Regions from separate parts of the Mus musculus genome. Here region 1 is linked to region 2. A link is a contact called in public Hi-C data. All regions are on one chromosome and are shown on one strand. The core of a region is the stretch at or near the end of the contact, and the rest is flanking DNA. Distances in the headings are between cores, read along the strand shown. Region 1 overlaps Prkcb (protein kinase C, beta). Region 2 overlaps Prkcb (protein kinase C, beta).

Region 1 (6,792 bases), core at 2,420-4,919, 100 kb before region 2:
CTTTCTTGGCGGCCTTTCTGCGGTCCCTCCAAATAAGGTATTCCTGAGAAGTACTGAGAAGTACAGTTTCTGAGCCACTGCCTTGCTGGGGAAGGAGTAAACTGTACAGAGCAAAAGCATAAAGATGGGTTCTCCTTTCTTTTTAATTAATAAAATTTAAAATTCTTATTAAAGGGCACTTATCAAATGAAAACAGAGAAGAAAACAAAATCTCCCATGCACATTTTAATAAGTACAAATGGGCATTCCAATTTTTAATTATTTTGAGCCAGGGTTTCTTTATGTTCTTGTACATTTTAGTAAGTACATATGCACATTTCAATTTTTAATTATTTCGAGACAGGCTACAGTTATTTGTGTAGCCTAGGCTGGCCTCATACCCATGACCCTTCTGCCTCAGCCCCTAGAGTGGTATGTTGACAGGCCGGTACCAGCACACCCAGTCTTGGCTGTAAACACATTATTCCTGACATCTGTTTTCTGTTCCCCACAATTAGCACAATAAACAGCTTTCCATGCCAAGCAATGTATATCTGCAGTGTTTCCCCCCAGCATCGCTGTATCCTGCCCTGTTTACAGAAGGCTTTAATTGCATTTTATTTGAAGAGTTACCTACAGTCTCACCGACTCAGGATTTCTCTCTGCTGGTTTGGACTTAGGTATTCAGTTTGTCTACTTAAAGGCAATAAATACCACTAGTTTCTTACAATTTTTTCCCCTGGAAATAGATTATAATAGATAAGGAAGTATATGAATATCATTTATTTTTAATTTTTAAAAATAATTTATTTTCTCTCCTCCACTCACATTAAAATGCTAGCTAAACATTTTGTTTCTCAGCAGCATGTTTTGGGCAGAGTGTGGTGGCAGATATCCATACCCTCAGGACCCTAAAGGCTGAGGCAAGGGGATTGATCATAAGTTTGAGGCTAGCTTGGGCAGTTTAGTAAGTCCAAGGTCAGCCTTATAAAGAAACAGAAACTATCAGAATTTGTTCTACATTAGCCAATACAGAGCATCTTTGCTCTAGGACTCTGGGTCCAGGGTGTGGTGGAAACAGTCACACTGAAGCCTTTTCTGTGGTCTGCCCAAACTTCATATCCAACGGTGCACCTAGGGAAGGGACAGTCTGGCTCTCAGGGTACTGTAGGACCAGAGTATGAATGGTATTGGCTTCCAAAGATCTGATGTCAAAAACAGAGCCGGTGAGCCACATGCCAGGTGGCAGTCACTAGCCAAAGGCCATTTTCAGCTTCTGTATGGTTCTTCATTGGGACCATGCCTAAGACATCGAAACTGCCCTTCATTTCAGTTGGCTGAAAAAAGGTTTCATCATAGGCAAAGAGAGAAGCTCAGATCTTCCTTCCTTCCTTCCTTCCTTCCTTCCTTCCTTCCTTCCTTCCTTCCTTCCTTCCTCCTTCTTCCTCCCTCCCTCCCTCCCTCCCTCCCTCCCTCCCTCCCTCCCTCCCTCCCTCCCCCCTCCCTCCCTCCCTCCCTCCCTCCCCCCTCTTTCTTTCTTTCTTTCTTTCTTTCTTTCTTTCTTTCTTTCTTTCTTTCTTTCTTTCTTTCTTGCAAGATGGATGAAGGGTAAACGATCCAAAACTGACCCAGTTCAGGAAAGGGACCTCGTCTAGATTGTACATTTATCTCTACGTTGAAGGCAGGTGACAGGGCCAATAAAAGGGTTTCACAGTTCACTTTCTGACCTGTCTTCCTGGTTTTCATTCACCAGACCAGTAGGTTTAATTATGTTGAGCTGATGCCTCAGGTTAGATGAATGAGAGAAAAATATGGGGTGTCATGAAATTGGGTGCTTCAGGGGGAAGAGCAGAGACCTCTCAGAGCCAAGTGGGGATCACCTTGTGTTAGCAAATGAGAGCCAAAGAGGGGTCAGCTTAGCTGGGGATAGGGTCACCTTCTGATATGTGGAGGGATAGAAGGATGGAAGTAACAATCAAAAGTGGGAAGGTTGTGATGGAGGTCAAAGAGGACGCCCATGGGAAGGTGCAGGAAGTAATCACCTGTCCTTGATGGGTTGAGTGAGGCTTCCTGAAACCAAGCTAACCTTTCCCACAGGCTCTCATCAGCTTCACACAAGAAGTTTGTGTCTTGGGTAGCGTGAGGTCAGGAGGAGAGACCCACCCATTCCCCCATCACAGGGTTGCCTCTTTTATGGAGGATGAAGTGAAGTTACTGTCCACCCAAACCTAGTCACCAAACAATTTTGAAATGCTTTCTTAAATAAGGATTGGGCAAACAGGACCGAATACTCTCATTGCGGAGGGTGTCAATGAAGACTGCACCATAAAAAAAGCCTCAAGTTAAGAATACAGTGCTTTATATAAAAGCAAGAGCAGCCAAGTCTATGCTTAGAGATGAGTTCAGAGCTGTGGTCTCATCACTGAAGGTTCTGCAATGCTTTACTCTGAGCGTGGTCGGGCCACTCATTTATTCTAGCAAACGGAACTTATCATGGCATAAAATAAAATGTGTCTGGTTTCCAGTTTAGGAACTTCATCCTGAGTTGGTTTATCTATCAATCAGGTCTTGGAGTTTCAATCACAGTGTGAGGTAAGGGACATACATTGTTGAGGGAATCTTTTTTGGAGGTAACTGTAGATTTCTTTCCACTACAATGATTCCTAGAATGTGTCCAATCAAATTGAATTGAACGACATTGCAGAGCATGCTTGAGGAGGTATCATGGGGAGGTGCTTCAAATACGGAGGTTCATGTGAAAACAGCATCATGGGAGGAACTCATTCGGAGCAGCGTTTGCTTTAAACACCTTTGCCTTTAGCCACCCCTCAATCGAGTCCCAAATTCCTCGGAGTATTGAAGTTCCTCTTAGGTTCTACTCTGAGTCGTGACATTTTTATCAGAGGAAAGAATGAGTGCGTGTGAACTGATGAGATGGCTCAGCGTGGTGTGTGTGTGTGTGAGCACTCGTGTTTGTGTGTTTGTGTGTGTGTGTGCTAATATACACACATAGTATTTTTAAAAAGGAAAATATATTCTCATGTTCATGTTTTTTAAACATAAATTACCTTCTTGGCCCCTTTTAAGTGCATAGTCCTATTGTTTTTAAGCGCATTCGCATACTTGTGCAAAAGATCTGTAGACTTTGTTTCTCTTGAAAAAGTTCAACTCTCTCCCCATTAAACAATCCTCCACTCGCCACTTCCTCCAGCTCTGCCAACCACCGTCTGTCTGAGTTTGAGCACTCCAGGTACTTCATGCAGGTGAAATGATATAGCATTTGTCTTTCTGTAATTGGCTCACTTCACTTAACACAATGCCTTCAGGATTCATCCACGTTGGATGATGTGCCAGAATTTTATTTTTAAAGCTAAATAATATTCCACTGCACACACAGATGGCATGCGGCTTAACTATTCACCTGCCAGTGGACACTTGAGTCTCTTCTACCTCTTGGCTACTGTGATTTTTAAGCTTCAACAAGAGTGGCTACAAAGTCTGCTTTTGTTTTGTTTTCTGGATGTTGAATTGCTGTGTCACACGGTAACTAATTTTTAGTTTTTTTGAGGAAGCAACACTCTATTTTCCATAGCAGCTGTGCTTTTTTTTAAATCTTTTACCTCATGGCACTGCAGTTTCCCCGTAACTTCACCAACACTTGTCATTTTCTTCCTTTCCTTTGTTGCTGTTGTCAGCCCTCTTAAGGGTATGAGGCAATGCCTTATAGCTCCAGTTTGTGTTTCCCTAATGCATGATTGCAGGTTCCTATTGACCACGTGCATATCTTCTTGGGCAAAGTTTTTATTCAAGTTAACTTTCTCGATTCTGTATTATCACATCTGTATTGATTCAAGCTAGCACAACCGGAATAAATGCTGGCATTTAGACTGATTTTTTTTTTTTTTTGTGTGGCTCATTACAAATAAAATCTGCCCCTGAGTAACCTCCAGTTTGCTGGAAGCAGCTGGAGTACAGTTCCCAGATAATTTTCTTTTAAAAGGGAAATTTGTGAAAGTATCATGCATCTTTCCTTTTTGACACTAATGGGACGATTTAATGTAATTTCAGAGGGAGGTAGGAGCCACTTCCAAGGCTCCTGTGATGGAGGAGGGTTACCCAGTTCCTTGTCACATGGTGTGTGGGGGGAGCAGAGTAGTGTTCAGTGCAGGCTCTCGGGGAGAGGAGTGGGTGAAGCAGCTGATTCCTGGCTGCTTGGGGCTCAAAGGAGAGCAAGGAGGGGAGGGCTGGGAGAGTGGAAGTTGGCAAGGGGAATCTGTGTGCCCAGGGGGCATCATGTGCAGGAAAAGTACCCTGGGGCCCTAAGTCTTTGCAGGCCTCAGCTTCCTCGTCTTTCAAAGTGGAGACTTAAAGAAGAAAGGGAAGGTGGGCTTCTTCATCTTAAAGGATGTATTAAGGTGCTGAGGACTTTGTCCTGGTTTTTTTATGTGTTTGTGAGAATGACACATGTGTGTGGGCACATGCCTATGTGTGTGTATATATGTGTATTTCCGTGTTTGTGTTTGTGTGTGTGTGTGTGTATAGGCCTTAATTAATTACTGTTCCACCTGACTTGCTCAGGCAGGGTCTCTTAATCCGGACTCTCTGATATGGCTAGCCAGCTTGCTCTGGTTTCTGAGAGGGGAATTAAAGGCAGTTCCCATGTCCACCTAGTACTTATGTGGGCTTCTGGGATCTGAACTCTGCTCAACAATCGAGTTCACCCCTTACCCGGCTCTTGAGCCGCTTCGGTCCTTCTTCTAGAGGAGCTCTTGGTGTCATGAAGAGTTAGCCTTGTCCTTACACAATTAGGGCCCAAATGAGAAGGAATCTAGGCTCAGACACGATGTGCTCTCGTGTTCCGAGAATGCCAGGAAATGTATTAACTCTGAAGCACAAGCCTTGGATGGGCATCCAGATGGGTACATAAGAAGGCATCTGAGTTGCATCTTGCAGGCTCACTGAAGTTGTACAGCAGCAAGATTTCGGGGAAGGACAAGCTGGCAAGGGACCAGTATGAGCAAAGGCCTGGCGGCAAGCCAGTCTGTGGTCAGTTGTTGACCTGAGTGTTTGCTTTTATGGTACACGGGACACTAAGGCAGGGTAATGAAAACTCAGTGCTCAGAAGACTTTGGGTGATTAAGACAACATGTGAATATTTATCTGTGGATGAGCATGTCAGCGTAAAAGCCTGAAAATTAAAACCCTACAAGAGCTGCATGGGGGACCTAAGTGAGTGGAGTGGGTTGGAGTGAAGTATTGTCATTGAACCACATTGAGGTTCATAGTGGTGTCCTGTCAGCTGAGACTCCTAGCAATAGGGGATATGGAACATGAATCGCCCACCTATAACCAGGCAAGACTTCCAGTGGGAGGAGGGACACCAACCCATCCACAAAAGCTTCGACCCATAGTATTTCCTGCCTATAAGAGGTGCAGGGATAAAGAGAGAGCAGAAAGTGAGGGAATGGCCAGCTTGAGTCCCATGCCGTGAGAGAGAGCCCACCCCTGACACTGTAAATAATGTTCTGCTATCCTTGCAGATGGGAGGCTAGCCTAGCAGTCGTCTGAGTGGCTTCACCCAGCAGCTGATAGAAACAGATGCAGAGAGTTGCACCCAAACATTAGGCAGAGCTCAGGGGATCTTGTGGAAGAAGGGCCAGAGAGGTCAAGGACACCATAAGAAAACCTACAAAATCAATTAACTTGGGCCCAAAGGGATTCCCAGAGACTGAACCACCAATCAGAGAGCACACGTGGTATGGACCTAGGCTTCCTATACTTATGTAACAGATGTATAGCTTGGTTCTCATGTGGGACCTCTGACAGCAGGATCAGAGGCTCTCTGTGACAATGTTGCCTGCCTCTGGGTCCCTTACTGGATGGTCTTGTCTAGCCTCAACAGAAGAAGATGCGCTCAGTTCTATTACAGCTTGATATACGAAGATGGGATGATATCCACGAGAGGCCTCCCCTTCTCTGAGCAGAAAGGGAGAGAGCATAGGGGAGGGAAGGAGGGAGGGGGGAACTCAAAGAGAGGAGGGAGGGAAGCTCCAATCAGGATGCGAAATAAATAAATAAAGAAAGAAAGAGAGAGAGAAGAGAAGAGAAGAGAAGAGAAGAGAAGAGAAGAGAAGAGAAGAGAAGAGGGCCCTGAGTAGTGAGCGGCTTCTGTCTGTTGAAGCCTGATTGTAAAGCTTCCAGCCCTTCCATCTTTTCAAAAGAAATGAGGAATCTGGATCTTACGCAAATTTTAATTTTTAGAAACAAAGACATGGTGACATAGGCAAAGGAAAGATGTCATTAGGATAGCCCCCATAACCTTTCACCTTTTTTAGTTTTTAAAAAGAACATATATAATTCTTATCTGGCAGGCTGGTGTATATGGACTTCAGTGTGAGGATGAGGTGTGAGGGGTTGTGGCACACTGTGTGAGCTTATTTAGGGGACACACACTGTGGAGGTCACCACAGTGCCACCTCTGCAGAAATTTCAGCCGTATGGTCTCTGTGAGATGAGAGCCTCGCTTTTAAAATCTGTTACTTTATTTTATTGTGCTTTACTCTTAAGTCAGAATCTCTCTTTATATAGTCTTGGCTGGCCTCAAACTTGTACTTCTCCTGCTTCAGCTTCCTGAATTCTAGGGTTATAGCCATGGGTCACCCTACCTAGCAGATATTATTGGCAACACATTTAAAAAGGAGAAGAAGAAAAGGAAGAAAGCAATGCTCTACCCTTTCCCCAGGGCCCAAGACCGCTCATCACTTGAGCTAATTCACTGGCTAAAAGCCATAACAAACCAGGCTTTGTGAACTT
Region 2 (7,215 bases), core at 1,583-4,082:
TTCTGGCCAGTAGGGAGGGCAAAAGAGGCAAGAGGCACATGTATGTTCCTTTTAATGGAATGATCCAGAAGTTTATACTTCCCATTGATCAGAACCCATGGCCACATCAAGCTACAAAGGAAGCCAGGAACTCTGGTGTCTATTGAGCATGGCCTCCGCTATAATTCAAGGGCTCTGCTGTGAAAGGGAGGGGTGGAACCCCGGCCCTCTCGGCCACGGCTTGTAGACTGTCCTCTGTGAAGGTTGTTCCCTGAGGGTCAAATGACCTGTAAGTGGGAACACTTTGTGGTTAGACTTGGGTTTAGATCACTCTAGAAGACTGTTTGCAGAAGGAAGGGGTGGGTGGAGCTAGGAGCAGGGGGCCTGCTGAGTGCTAGGATTTGCAGGTTGGCCCTGTGAATGCCTTCTGGACATGGAGTTTGACCAGTCATCTGTCTTACGTACCCACCCCTCTGACCCCACTTGTCTAGTATCGAGTCCGTGCATGGTGCTCCAGCGATGGTCCTGACGGGCATGGCAGGACCCGGTTCAGTCCTTCATGAGTTGTCCATTCAATGCAGGCACAGTCCTCTGCTCTCCTCACTAACGGTGGCCTCTTCTGTCTGTTTCTCTTGGTCTCAGGACCCCCGGAGCAAACACAAGTTTAAGATCCACACGTACTCCAGTCCTACCTTCTGTGACCACTGTGGATCGCTGCTGTATGGACTTATTCACCAGGGGATGAAATGCGACAGTAAGTCCTTGACGTCCTGGGGGGCATGTGCCACAAGAGAGGCTTCTATCCTAATGGCTTAGGGTCCACGTCTGCACTGTGTCCCCTGACCCCTGGGTAGGAAAGGTACTGTTGTTACCCGATGTCCTGTATTGAGGTCTTCTCCCCATAACAAGGTGGGCCAGCTCATCCCCGTGCAGAACACTTCCTATACACCACCTCCCTGTTGTGTCCGCTCTCTGGGGAACTCAAGCTATTAATGTCACTACTTTAAACTAGGAGATATCTTACGTAAGTGTGTTCTTGATGACATTAAACATGGGGCAGTTTGACAACATCGTGTAAACATTCCTATAGGGTCTACTTGGGTGGGTGTGGCCTTGTCCTCCACGGGACCACCTCCACATCTTCCCTCACTTGCAGGATGGTGCACTGGGCATTTGAGTTGGCACTTCAGAACCACAGGAGTATAGAAATATAGAGGTACTGCTTCAGGCTATAACTTAGCCTTCAAGGAGAATGACCCCCATCCTTCCTTCATGCATCAGGGTTGGGAGAAAGATTTGGAGAAGTCCTTCTGATAGGATGTAACTTGTTCTCTGCTAGGTGGGTGTCACTAAGGTCAGGGAACAGGAAGGCACCGGTGGGTCTAGGTACAGCTGATGCCTGGAGCCCCCAGCGTGGGCCAACCTGAACCAGCCTGAGCCATTCCTCCCTTCCCTCTCTCTGCCCTCACAGCCTGTATGATGAACGTGCACAAGCGCTGCGTGATGAACGTCCCCAGCCTCTGCGGCACTGACCACACGGAACGCCGCGGCCGCATCTATATCCAGGCCCACATCGACAGAGAGGTTCTCATTGTTGTTGGTAGGTGGCCCCGAGGCTCCTGCATCGGGAGGTGCCCGAGCTTCAGGGTTCCAGAGTTCCGTGAACATGTGAGGGGGTGGGGGTGGGGTGGGAAGGGGTGAGGGGGTGGGAGGTGGGTGGGTGGGGGTGGGGATAGTGCCCAGGCAGGTCACAGGTGCACGGAGGGGCATAATGTGCATAATGTGGCTGCTTTGCTCCTGCCTCCAGTGTGGCCCTTCTCCACAGTGAAGTCCTCAGACTGTGGAACCTCAAAGCCACCTTCTCAGCACTTTGAGGTGGCTTCAGCTGCCTAAAGGGCAGCTGAGCCTTCCAGGCTTCATTCTAAAAACAAAATGTGAAATTGAAATTATAATAATTGTATTTATTTGTGGCCACAGTATATCTGACACATGTACAATATGTGACCATCAAGTCAAGGTAACCTTCATGTATCTCTGGGCCACCTGAGCCCTCCATTCGCCCTTCTTTAAAACAACAACAACAATAGCAGCAACAAAGAATGTGTAATTAAAATACAGTAATAGTATACATTTGTGGACGTGGTATATTTTGACACATGTGCAAATCATAATGACCAAATCAAGATAATTTTCACATATGTCTGCACTGCTCAGACACCTATGGTTTCCTTGTATTGAGGATACTGAAAGGACTTATAATTTCACAGAATCTTCTTCCTGCCTCCTATCTGTTCTCTCCGCGTCTCCTGGAACGTGAAGTGCCTGTGCCCTTTTTCAGATAACAGAGAAGGCATCCTTGCTTCCTCCCCAGACTTTTCCAATGGGAACATAGAGTCTTGATGACCAACACCAAATTTGGAAGAATTTATGTCTTAAAGAGGGAGGGAGGGGGTATGCAGGCCAGAGAACTATCCGGGGCCTCCAAAATTTATTTTAACCTGTTGGGAGCTATGCCAATCACTATAATATTCTGCATACTTGTTTTGTGTCTGAACTGAGAAAACACAGCAATTTGCCTAGGAGAGGAGACACACAAAGGGCAGAAAGAAGGGCCTATCTGCTTTTCTGTGGTGAGCATCTGTGATACTCAGAGAATAGGAATTCACCTGTGCTGGACTGGCAGAGACTTACCCGTTCCTCACGGCAAAACCAGTACAAAAAAACTAGACACAATGGTGTGGGGATTTGAAGGAACCGTTTCTTCCAGGCTTGCGACACAAACTCTGTAGACTTACGTAACTAATTTGTATATACAAGGCCTCACCATTTCATCACGGAAGGAGTCGGTTTTGTTAAGTTGGCCAATTTCTGAGGCCCCAGAAGGGTTTAGTAGCACTGACCTGCTGAGCCCTAATGTGGTCAGAGTTTGCTTAAACCATATAAAAGTTAAAAACTATAACTCCTTTTTGAAAGGGCCGTTTCAGAAACCTGGTGAGTTCTTAGAGAAGATGGCTTCATCAAGAGGCTTTTCCTTCAAGGACAGGCCAAGGGAGGAGGCAGCTGTCTCCCAGAGAGGTGCTTGTGGGGTAGGAGTGGGACAACAGAGAATCTTAGGGTAACAAGTTCAAGGAAAGCCTGCCCTATCCCTCACCATTGACTTGAGCCTTCAGTGCCTGAGGGACAAAAACTGAGGCTCTGCTGCCACCTAGTGGTTGAAAACGGTTGCCATGGGCAGTCACATTTACAGAGTGTATTTAGAGCCACAGGACCATCTTGCCTGATAAGTTCATTTTAGGAATGTGATCTAGGGAAGTGAGCATTATCCTGGTACCCATCCTGAAACAGGTTCATCAGGTGCTCAGTTCCCCAGCTAGGTCCAACTGACTTGAAAGCACTCTCCTATACACACCAAGTTACTGTTTTAGCTTAGCTTCGTCTCGTTGCTTAGTTTCCCATTTATTTCCTTTTCTAGTTTAGCAGCAGTAGCTCTTAGGGGAATCCACTCGGAGTCTTTGATGATTTGAGGGCACAGGAGTCTTTTGAGCTCAAGGTCAGGTATTCTGCATAATTGTACTAATGTCTCTCAGGCTGTCCTGGGACACATCTGTGATATCTGTTGCTATAGCAACAAAGTACCATGGACTTTGATTCTTGCAGAGTCCTGAAGGTCTAGGTCAGTAGTGTTATTCCCTGTGCTGGGCTCCAAGGGACTCTGATCTATACTTCTGCTGGTTGCTGACAGTCTTTGGGGTTCTGTGACTCTAATGTGTATGTGTTCTTTGCTGTACGTCTGCTAAATTAGGATGCCAACCATTGGATTGTGGCCCACCTTAACCTACTATGACCTGATCCTCACTTGAGCACAACCATAAGGACTTTATGTCCATATAAGGTCATGGTCACAGGTGGCAGGATGCAGGTTTGAACTTAGGATTTGGGGGGGGGGTCACAATTCAACTCAATAATGGAAGGTAGAAAAGTTGAGGCCCCCTTAAAGTTCAGAATAGAATTTTCCATCCTTAGGGTCCCGCAAACTTTAATTATAAAGCTGCAAGCATTTTAGTAGTGTCTGTGAGATTGCTCAATGGACTAATGCTGTTGCCTTCACAGGCCAAGAGAGACTAAGACTTGGCAAAGCTTAACCAAGATCAGAGACAGAGCAGAGATTCCCATCTGGGCCACCGTGTCACTACACCTTGCTAATAACTCCTTCACAATTCAGGCATAGGCTGTGCTTAGCATAACCTTATTTATTGATTCTAATAAGAGACTTAAAGGTTGCCTGGGGCCTTCTCAGAAGTTCTGCACCAGAAGTGGCCTTGTGTTTTACCTCACACAAACCCTAGACGCACTTGTGGGGTTAGAACTTTCTACTGGCCACCAGCCTGGGACACCGTTGTCAGACCTGGGTCTCATATGCTGTGCATAAATCCAGCCCTTCCCTGGGCAGAAGGGCGTCTATCTTCCCCACTGCTGAAACCCAAGTTGTCTCTTCACTCCCGTGGCTCTTGTAGGCCATGATCAGAATGGCCAATTCTTCTGAACCCATCAGTGGGGTTCCTCACATCCTCAGGTCACTTAGATCAGACACAGTAGGGCCACTATCCATCCATACTCTCTCCAGGAATTCTCTAGAAGGTGGCCCTGTGCAAGCTCATCTTTGCCATGTTTTCTGCTGGAGCTTAACTCCTTTGCAGAACTCACTAGATTCTCAGCCTTCACCTCCCCATGCCTTAGTCACACAGAGTATAGTGAACTTGAACTTGGATGGTTACAGTTTTGGGTTTGCCTTTCCACAGACATTAATTAGTCCCACAGGGGCAGAGTGGGTCTTTTTGGTTCATGACCTGTGCCTCCCAACCCCTGGTAAGTTTGGCATCACTGCACATTTGTGGAATCAGAATACAATAAAAGATCCTGTTAGACCTGAGACCTCCAGGTACCTTCTGAGGTTAGAATCAGCAGAGATTCTATCTCACAGTATTATTGTTATAAGAAAGTTGATTACACACACAATCTTTAATATCTCATCCAATGCCAACAGTAAGTCATCATGGGACCAGGATGCACCCTTTGGACCCATGACCTCCTTGTTCTCTGGATGATACAGAGCAGTGGTACTTTTAGAAACATAGGAAGCCATGTTGACATACTATGCCTAGTGACCTTATGGGAGAAGGTAACACCATGTCATAACACTAGATCACGGTCATACAATGAGCCAGAAGTCAAAATTCTGAGTCCTTGTGCATATAACAATATATTATTCAACCGATTTTGATTCATTATCATCCTATCAACAGAAAATCTGACATTCCAATCTCATACATTATGGCTATATTCTTTCTAAATTTAAATTTTAGGTTAGTATACAAAGTGATGGTTTGCATTAACAACAGCCACATCTTTTTAGATCTGAGGATTTCTTACATGCATATAACGTATTTTGATTAAATCTACCCCTTTCCCACCCCTCCCATTCTTCCCCCTTCCACCTTTTTTCTTCCCAACTTTAGATGCTCTTAAGAAATAAATGAAAAGAAACCACTTGGTCCTCTTAGTGCTGCCTGGATTCTCATGGGTGTAGGGCCACCTCCCTGAAGAAAATTGACTGTCCCTCTGCCACAGCCATCAAGTGCCAGTGACTCTTCAGCTGGAGGTGGAGTTTAATGAACCCTTCTGTCTGACTTCCATGCTGGAGTTTCGGCTGACTTGATCCTGTGCATATAATCATATGTCATTCTCACAGATGTTATTTTGATGCAGATGTCCACTACTTTTTGGGTCTTGTAGCTTTTCTCCCCTCATCTGCAATGATTCCTGTGTTCTGGGGGAAGGGACTGTGATATAGACATCATTTAGATCCGAGCACTCCACAGTCTTTCATTCTTTGCATGATGACCAGTCTTGGGTCTCTGTATTTGTTAGTTAGGATTTTACTGCTGTGAATAGACACCATGACCAAGACAATTCTTATAAGGACAACATTTAATTGGTCCTGGCTTACAGGTTCAGAGGTTAAGTCCATTATCATTAAGGCGGGAACATGACAGCATCCAAGCAGGCATGGTGCAGGAGGAGCTGAGAGTTCATCTGAAGGCTGCTAGTTGAAGATTGTCTCTCAGGCATCTAGGATGAGGATCTTAAAGCCCACGCCCACAGTGACACACTTCCTCCAACAAGACCACATCTCCAAATAGCACCAATCCCTAGGCCAAGCATATTCAAACCACCATAGTATCAATTGCCACTTTATTAGAAAAGTAACTTCTCTGATAAGGCTTGAAAGATGTACTGATCTATTCATATCAGTTTATCACTATGTCCATTTGGCAGAATTAGGTTCACTCCTATGACTTAGTTAGCCACAGGTCTTTGGTCCAGTTAATGACATCAGGCATGAGTGCCATCGTCAGAGCAAGCCTTAAATCCAATAAGAAAGTAGTTGGTCACTCCCGTAGCATTTGTACCATGATTGCACTGGGGGCCATACCTCTCCAGCTGCTTCCTATTGTAGCTTACAGTATTCACAGCTAGGTAAGACTGTTGGTGGGTTATCTCCCCCACTAGGATGCATAGAACCTTTCAGCACTGTGAACAGCAGCCAGTAGAGCCGAAGCATCCAGGCTGGTACCAGCTTGATTTCTCCATGTCCTGAGACTCAAATATGTGTGGGTTTGGGGCAGTAGGGTCTTACCATGAAGTTCCGGACAGTAACCAAGAGCCACGGCAATAGCCTCTAATATTAAAAGGACATGGGACTAACGACTCAAAAAAAAGTATCCCATACCTGTCACCAGGCTTTTTATTTGGTCTGTGGGATCATGGAGCAGCATTGTGTCTCTGTTACAGGGCAACTCCATTTAAACTCTGTTTTCATATGTATCATGTATAGTTTAGGAGGGGGCTATGGCAGTGAGCTTCCACTTGGTTTTTCAATGTCTTCCGTGTTAGCTCTCCCTCTCCACACTCCCCCCCCCCCTTTACCAGGCTCTCCCGTCCCAGTTAATCCTTCCCATTGTATTACTCCCCTTCTCCCTTCATATCACTCACATTCTGTCTTTCTCTTGAATGCCTTCCCAGCCCCCTCCCTAGTCCCCTGCCTTCTACTGGGTACTCCAATTCAAACACACGTGTGGAAAGACTCAAAGCTGGCATCCACATGTGAGATAGAGCATGTTCTGTTTCTGGGTCAGGGTTACTTCAGCCGGAATGACTGATCCGGCTGTATTAATC

Evidence for each region. A called contact is a pair of places that touch in the nucleus more often than the background predicts.
Region 1: a contact with region 2 is called in a Hi-C map of bone marrow-derived macrophages, with 2.8 times the contacts expected there. The contact joins two enhancer-like sites. A contact is called at or near these places in 1 of 39 promoter capture datasets (neutrophils), 16 of 484 Hi-C or Micro-C datasets (LSK cells, T follicular helper cells, bone marrow-derived dendritic cells and 11 more) and 3 of 115 datasets of contacts at active chromatin or transcription factors (double positive thymocytes, large pre-B cells and oligodendrocyte precursor cells).

Annotation. Positions count from the first base shown.
Region 1 is chr7:122,353,047-122,359,838 of GRCm38.p6, forward strand. All of the region lies in intron 2 of Prkcb (protein kinase C, beta), which reads left to right. Among named protein-coding and RNA genes, the nearest start is that of Gm51497, 60 kb to the left of the region's middle. Within about 2 kb of position 3,670, at least 15 of the 459 cell types and tissues checked have an H3K27ac peak or open chromatin away from gene starts, as enhancers often do. A contact at or near this core is called in bone marrow-derived macrophages, where this site is marked.
Region 2 is chr7:122,456,594-122,463,808 of GRCm38.p6, forward strand. It overlaps Prkcb (protein kinase C, beta), which reads left to right. Exons shown (of 17, transcript NM_008855.2): 4 at 622-733; 5 at 1,451-1,579. Among named protein-coding and RNA genes, the nearest start is that of Gm51497, 160 kb to the left of the region's middle. Within about 2 kb of position 2,833, at least 36 of the 459 cell types and tissues checked have an H3K27ac peak or open chromatin away from gene starts, as enhancers often do. A contact at or near this core is called in bone marrow-derived macrophages, where this site is marked.